Regions from separate parts of the Rattus norvegicus genome. Here region 1 is linked to region 2. A link is a contact called in public Hi-C data. All regions are on one chromosome and are shown on one strand. Each heading gives the region's core, a stretch centred on a gene start, on an enhancer-like site or on the middle of the called end of the contact. The rest is flanking DNA. Distances are from core to core; before and after follow the strand shown.

Region 1 (2,897 bases), core at 385-2,884, 44 kb before region 2:
CAAGACCATACCCAAATTAAAAATATGATCCTTATTAAAAATATCATCAATTACAGCTATAAACGGTTCCTTTAATAGACAGGAATGACCTACTACGTGTTCTCTTGGATTAAACCTAATATTTTTTAAAAACAGGCATATCTTTTTTTTTAGATTTATTTATTATATATAAGTATACTGTAGCTGCTTCAGACATACCAGAAGAGGGCATCAGATCTCATTACAGATGGTTCTAAGCCACCATGTGGTTGCTGGGATTTGAACTCAGGACCTCAGGAAGAGCAGTCAGTGCTATTAACCGCTGAGCCATCTCTCCAGCCCAAAACAGGCATATCTTAAATCATTTTTAATAGTGTAACAAACAGGGTCCTTCCTCTGCTAGCTATTCTACATGCCGAGTTTTGGTACTGTATCTCTCCTCTGCATCTGTTGATATGCTTGTCCTTTTTGAAAGCCACAGAAGCTAAGGCAACCAACGCTTTGTCCAGGTGCCACAGCCAGTGGAGGGTGGGCAAATTAGGAAAATCGACAAAGCAAGCAGTACCCTGGACCCTAGTTTCAGTAAACTTAGCAGGGAACTGTGTTCAATTTCGAGTGTACCCAGACAAAATTAACTACCAAAAGCGAACCAATAAGAGCGAAGGCTCAGCAAGGTTAAGTCACTTGTCCAAGGTTACACCAAGCATATCAGAACCAGAATGCCAGGACTGAACGTGTCTTAACTCCAGGGCGCGATCTGTTCTACCTGCGCCACGCCATCACTGACACGTGGTCAGGGGTAGTCTGAAGTGTTTGCTGAGTTAGTAATGCCCTAAAGAGAAAGTAGACTGTAAGGAGCCTGGGTAAGGTTGGAGGGAAAGACATGCACATACAGAGAAGCAGTCCACGTGCCAGAAGCAAACTAGCCCCGAAGCCCACCAAGTTTTCCCGGCAGCGCATTGGAGCGGGTGGCGGCCCGGCAACCGAGCCGGCTCGCTAGGCCTCGATCTCCCGTAGATCTGGGGACACGAGAGCCCCGGAGGAGTCCCGACTGCCTTTCCCTTCTGGATCCCCGGCTTTCAAAGCAGCACACAAACACACGTCCCCGGGAGGTCTGCGATGGCCTGGCAGCCACGCGCCCAGGCGCTAGGGAGCCACCTCAGGGGCGTTTCGTGTCCTCGTCCTCCCCACGCGCAGCGTGGCGGGCCGCGGCTGGGCTCGGGTGCTGCGAGACAGCGGCCGGGCCGCCGCCAAGCACGGTCGCCCGCCGGCCGCGGGGCCTCAGGGCGGCGAGAGGCGGGGCGGGCGTGCGGGCGGAAGGAGGCGGAAGAGGAGGAAGAGGAGGAAGAGGAGGAGGAGGAGGAGGAGGCGGCGGCCCGAGCCGGGAGACGGGCGGGGGGCGGGCCGGGGGAGGGGACGAGCGGGATTTGCGGACGCCGCGCCGCTGCCGGGAGCCGGCGGGGGCCCGAGAGTGACCGAGTCACGGCGGGCGCCGGCGGAGCCGCGGCCGCGTCGGACCCGCCTCCTGGAGGAGCTCAGGCCCGGCCCCATTCCCGCCCCGCGCCGCCTCCCCGCCGCCGCCGCCGCCGCCGCCGCGGGAGCGCTCCCCTGCCCACCCCGCCCCCGCGGCCGAGCCCGGGAGTCGAGTGGGAGTCGGCCGGCCGGGCGCGGGCAGCGCCGGGAGCCCGCGGTGGGGGCACACTGCAGCCGGGAGCCCGGGAGGGGCCGCGCCGCCAGCGTCTGAACTAGGATGTCCCGACATGAAGGTGAGAGCCGAGCCCCCGCCCCCACCGCTTGGGCCTCGGCCTACCCCGCCCGAGGTCCCGGCGCCGCTGAGGGCAGCGGGGCACCAGCGGGGACGCAGGCCGGGTCCGAGTCGCGGGGCTAAGGAACCCGAGGCGACCGCGGCCCGAAGAGCGAGCGGGAGCGGCGGCCGCAACCGTGGCTTGCGGCCGCGGCCCTGAGCTGGGCCTGGAGCCGGAGGCGGGGCGGCCGGGCGGCCGGAGGCTTTGCACTGTCATGGGGCGGGAGAGGGGGAGGGGAGGCGGCGAGGCCCGTTACCGGCGGGAGCCTGGCCCTCGGGACACATACCGGACGCCCAAGGCCCGGCCGGCCCGCCCGGGGGAACCGCGGGGCCCCGGCGCGGCCTAGCTGCGGCGGCTCCCGGAAGAGCCCGGCGCGGTGGCCGAGCCGGGTCGCGGGCGTGCGGCCGCGACCGGGGAATGGGGTCCGGGCCCCGCGGGCGCGTCCGGTCTCTGGGAGACCGCGGGCGAGCCGCGGCCCCACCTGAGGGCCGCGGCCGTGCGGGTGGGAAGGCGCCGCGGCCCCACCTGAGGGCCGCGGCCGTGCGGGTGGGAAGGCGCCGCGGCCCGGGCTCGGGCAGCCCTCGGTGACTGGAGCTCGCCCGGCCTCGCGGTAGGCCTCGGCGCGTCCCTGGGCTCGGGTAAGCCAAGTTCCCGGGGCGGATCCAGCCCAGCCGCGGCGAGCAAACTCTCTGCTCGGTCACCTCGCCAGAGCGGAACTTGCTCCCGGCCGGCCCCGGGCCCTCACCCGCGTGCGCTGCCCACCGAAGCAGGCTTACAGTCGGGGGCGTTTGGACTTCCGCGGTGCCCTGTGGAAGGAAACACGCTAGGGTTCTGTGGTTAAGAATCAGACCACTCACGTCCCAGCCCCACGGCACAAAGGCACAAGTGTTTTAAGGCCGATGGATGGGCGATGAACTGGTGAAAAATAAGTTAACTCGAATTTACTACCATATGGTTTAGGAAGGGGGAGGGGGTTAGGTTCTCTTTGTTTCACTACAGCAGATTTTACCTTAAAAAGTAGTCTCACCGACTCAGTGAAAAGTTTATTTCAGTACGGGTAATGGAAGATTGTATACGTGACCTGAAAGTATTGTATCCCTTAGATTTTCAAGT
Region 2 (3,150 bases), core at 605-3,104:
TTAACCTACAGTGTTTCGTTGTAGGTTAAGCCATGCAGTTGTTTGTTTCGTGTTTTTGTTTTTATCAAGATAAGGTTTCTCTGTAGCTGGCTGTCCTGGAACTCACTCTGTAAAGGAGGCCTCAAACTCAGAAACCATCCTGCCTCTGTGTCCTGAGTTTGGGATTAAAGGCATAAACCACTGCCCAGCCCATTTTTGTGTGTCTGTTTGTTTGGTTTGTTTGATTGGGTTTTGGGGTTTTTTTTGGGAGGTGGGGGGAGTGGTTCCCTCCATCATTGTGTGTATCCTGGATATTGAACTGAGCTCAGGTCATCAGGATTGGCAGCACTTGCCCTATCCCAAACCAGACATTCTAAAATTGAATCATAATCAAGAGTAAATCCCTTTATTTTGAACTGCCCAATTCATTATTGTGCCTTTATTCCAGCAGGACTGTAAGTGTCCTCAGACCAATTCCTACTTTGCCATAGGACTTAGGACCCATGCCTTCTGATAATCAGCATTCCTTTGGAATGCTGTAGGGCTGTAAGAGACTCTGTCATCCTAAACAGTTGCTACATCTCACTGAGAGTTGGAGTGGCTAGAAAGAGCGTGTGTACATAATACATTTTGATCATATTTCCTTATATTTTCTCTCATCTCATACCCCATCTCAACCAGCTTGTACTTAATGTTATTATTATTTTTAAATCCAGTAAGTTTCATTGGGGTCTTTAAAGGAATATGGCTGAGGACTGTTTAGAGGGGCATAGGCATCTTACCAGTGGTTGTACCACAGAAGAAAGTGTTTATCCTTCCCCCATTGTTTTAGTTAGGGTCTTATTGTTATGAACAGACACCATGACCAAGGCAAGTCCTATAAAGACCAACATTTAATCGATGCAGGCTTACAGTTTCAGAGGTTCAGTCCATTATCATCATGGCGGGAAGCATGGCAGAATCCAAGAAGACATGGTGCTGGAGAAGGAACTAAGAGTTCTACGTCTTGATCCGAGGGCAGCCAGAAGAAGACTTTCCTCCTTAGGCAGCCTGAAGGGGTCTCTCTTCCTCCCTGGGCAGATATTGAACACTTTTCCCCAACAAGGCCTGATAGTGCCACTTTCCATGGACCATATTCAAACCACCACACCCATCAGTCATTAACTGCTATGAATTCTGAAGGAGGGCAGGGTTTGAGTCCTCCTTCCTTCAGTGGCAGAGTGTTGACAGCTCCAGTCTTTAGCACAAACTAGACTTGTCTAGGGCTGTCTGTGAGAGGGGAGAATAGCAGGGTAGAGAATAGAGCATGTAGGAGAGACGGAAGCAGGAGCAGGGCATAGAGGGAACATACGAGAGTGGAAGGGGCGCTAAGGAGAAGGAGTAGAATGCGAGGGAAACCAATGAGCTGGAGAAAACGAGAACTGGGATGCTCTGTGTACTTTAAAACATAACAGGTACTCATGATATTTATTGAAGGAGCTTGGAGGCTGGCATATATTTTGATACACTGATAGATGCTACAGATAGCCATGAGTCCCTTCTGCTAGAGACAGATGACTCCTTTCGTTAGAGGGGACCTGGCCTCACAAGTTTCTGAGGAATGCTGGCTTATCTCTAACCACCAGAAATCCTCCTGTAGTCCACATGAAGCTCACACCATTCCTGGATGTTTGGGCTGCCTCTGGGGTTTGGGAATTGGGAGTTTCCTTTGGACCTAAGAGTGCCCTCTGATGCCTCCACGTCTTCCCTACCCATAGACAGTGCATGGCGTTTAACTGAGGTCGAGCACATCCACCTCCTTGAGCATTTGCCGTGCCCAAAGAGAAAACAGTCCTTTCTTGTAGCCTCTGAACTATGAGGCATGAGTCATCAGATGCGAATGCTTGAGAGCAGCAACTACAGAGGCTAGAAGAGGGCATTGGATTCTTACTGGAGGGGTGTGGGGGAAGTGGGGGGAGGTGTTTGGTTTTGTAGATGGTGGAGGTTTTTTGGGTTTTTTGTTGGTTGGTTGGTTGGTTGGTTGGTTGGTTGGTTGGTTTTTTGTTTTTGTTTTTTTATTTTTCCTTTTTGAGGCTGGCCTAAGAACTCAAGAAATAAATCCACCTGCCTTTGCCTCTCGTGTGCTGGAATTAAAGATCTGTACCACAATGCCCGGAACAAGCATTATATTACATGTATGTATGTAAGTGTTCATTTGCTGAAGTTAAAGAATTCCTCGAGTTGAGTATAATGGTTCTTCATAGGAACAAATGCAACACATAATCGGTACACATAGATGTCAGGGTCGGGGAGACAGAACTGTAGCTTATTTGACTCAGTGAGAGGGCAGTGTAAGAAGTAGTCAGCGGAGGCCTTGAAAGTTTGTGGTTTTGAAAAGAATGGGAAGGAGACAGCATAATTCATAAGGAAGAGACACAACCAAGATGCATTGTTAAGAAGAAAATAACTGGGCTGGAGAGACAGCTCAGCAGTTAAGAACACTAACTGCTCTTCCAGAGGTCCTGAGTTCAATTCCCAGCAACTACATGGTGGCTCATATCAATTCCCAGCAACAGTGTTTACATATTTAAAATAAATCTTTAAAAGAAGGGGAAGGAGGAGACGGAAGAAAATAACCAACAGTGGTGCATTGGACTAGGAAATAGAAATGGATCTTCAGTGAGAACAGATAGCAGAGAACCACTACAGCCAGAAAGCTGTGCCCTGGTTTACATGTAGACGTTTCAGCTCCTCTACAGAAAAATGGCGTCTCTTTTGTTATGCCACTACACTTGTCTGAGTTCCCTCTGCCTCTGCCTCTGCCTCTGCCTCCGCCTCCGCCTCCGCCTCCGCCTCTGCCTCTGGAGTGCTCAAGGTGTTTGCCACCACTCCCTGCCAGAAATTTCTTAGGAAGGCTGAGAGAAACACATTGCATGGTGGAAGGAACTTAAACTCCTCTCATTATTTTTAAGCTGTACATAATACGCAGAGAAGAAAGTCTGATATGATTGTATTTGGTGGTAGAAAGAAACCAGAGGAAATCCAAACCTGCTTGAGACTGAAAAACAATTGCATGGGAATCTATGGAGTGTGGGGGGTTTTGTTGTTGGGGTTTTTGTTTGTTTTGTTTTGTGAGGATAAGTTTTTTGCTAGCTGGAATTCATGAGTAAGCTTGACAGCCAGTGAGTCCCA

What was found. A called contact is a pair of places that touch in the nucleus more often than the background predicts.
Region 1: a Hi-C map of the A7r5 cell line shows a contact between it and region 2, with 2.7 times the contacts expected there. The contact joins the promoter of Kcmf1 here to the enhancer-like site in region 2. A contact is called at or near these places in 8 of 12 Hi-C or Micro-C datasets (the A7r5 cell line, the Rat2 cell line, Schwann cells and 4 more) and 1 of 1 datasets of contacts at active chromatin or transcription factors (oligodendrocytes).

Annotation. Positions count from the first base shown.
Region 1 is chr4:106,507,096-106,509,992 of GRCr8, reverse strand. It overlaps Kcmf1 (potassium channel modulatory factor 1), which reads left to right and starts at 1,634. Exons shown (of 7, transcript NM_001128192.1): 1 at 1,634-1,745. The coding sequence starts at 1,730.
Region 2 is chr4:106,462,800-106,465,949 of GRCr8, reverse strand. The region is part of intron 3 of Kcmf1 (potassium channel modulatory factor 1); the gene reads left to right. Among named protein-coding and RNA genes, the nearest start is that of Kcmf1, 44 kb to the left of the region's middle. Within about 2 kb of position 1,854, at least 8 of the 93 cell types and tissues checked have an H3K27ac peak or open chromatin away from gene starts, as enhancers often do. A contact at or near this core is called in the A7r5 cell line and Schwann cells, where this site is marked.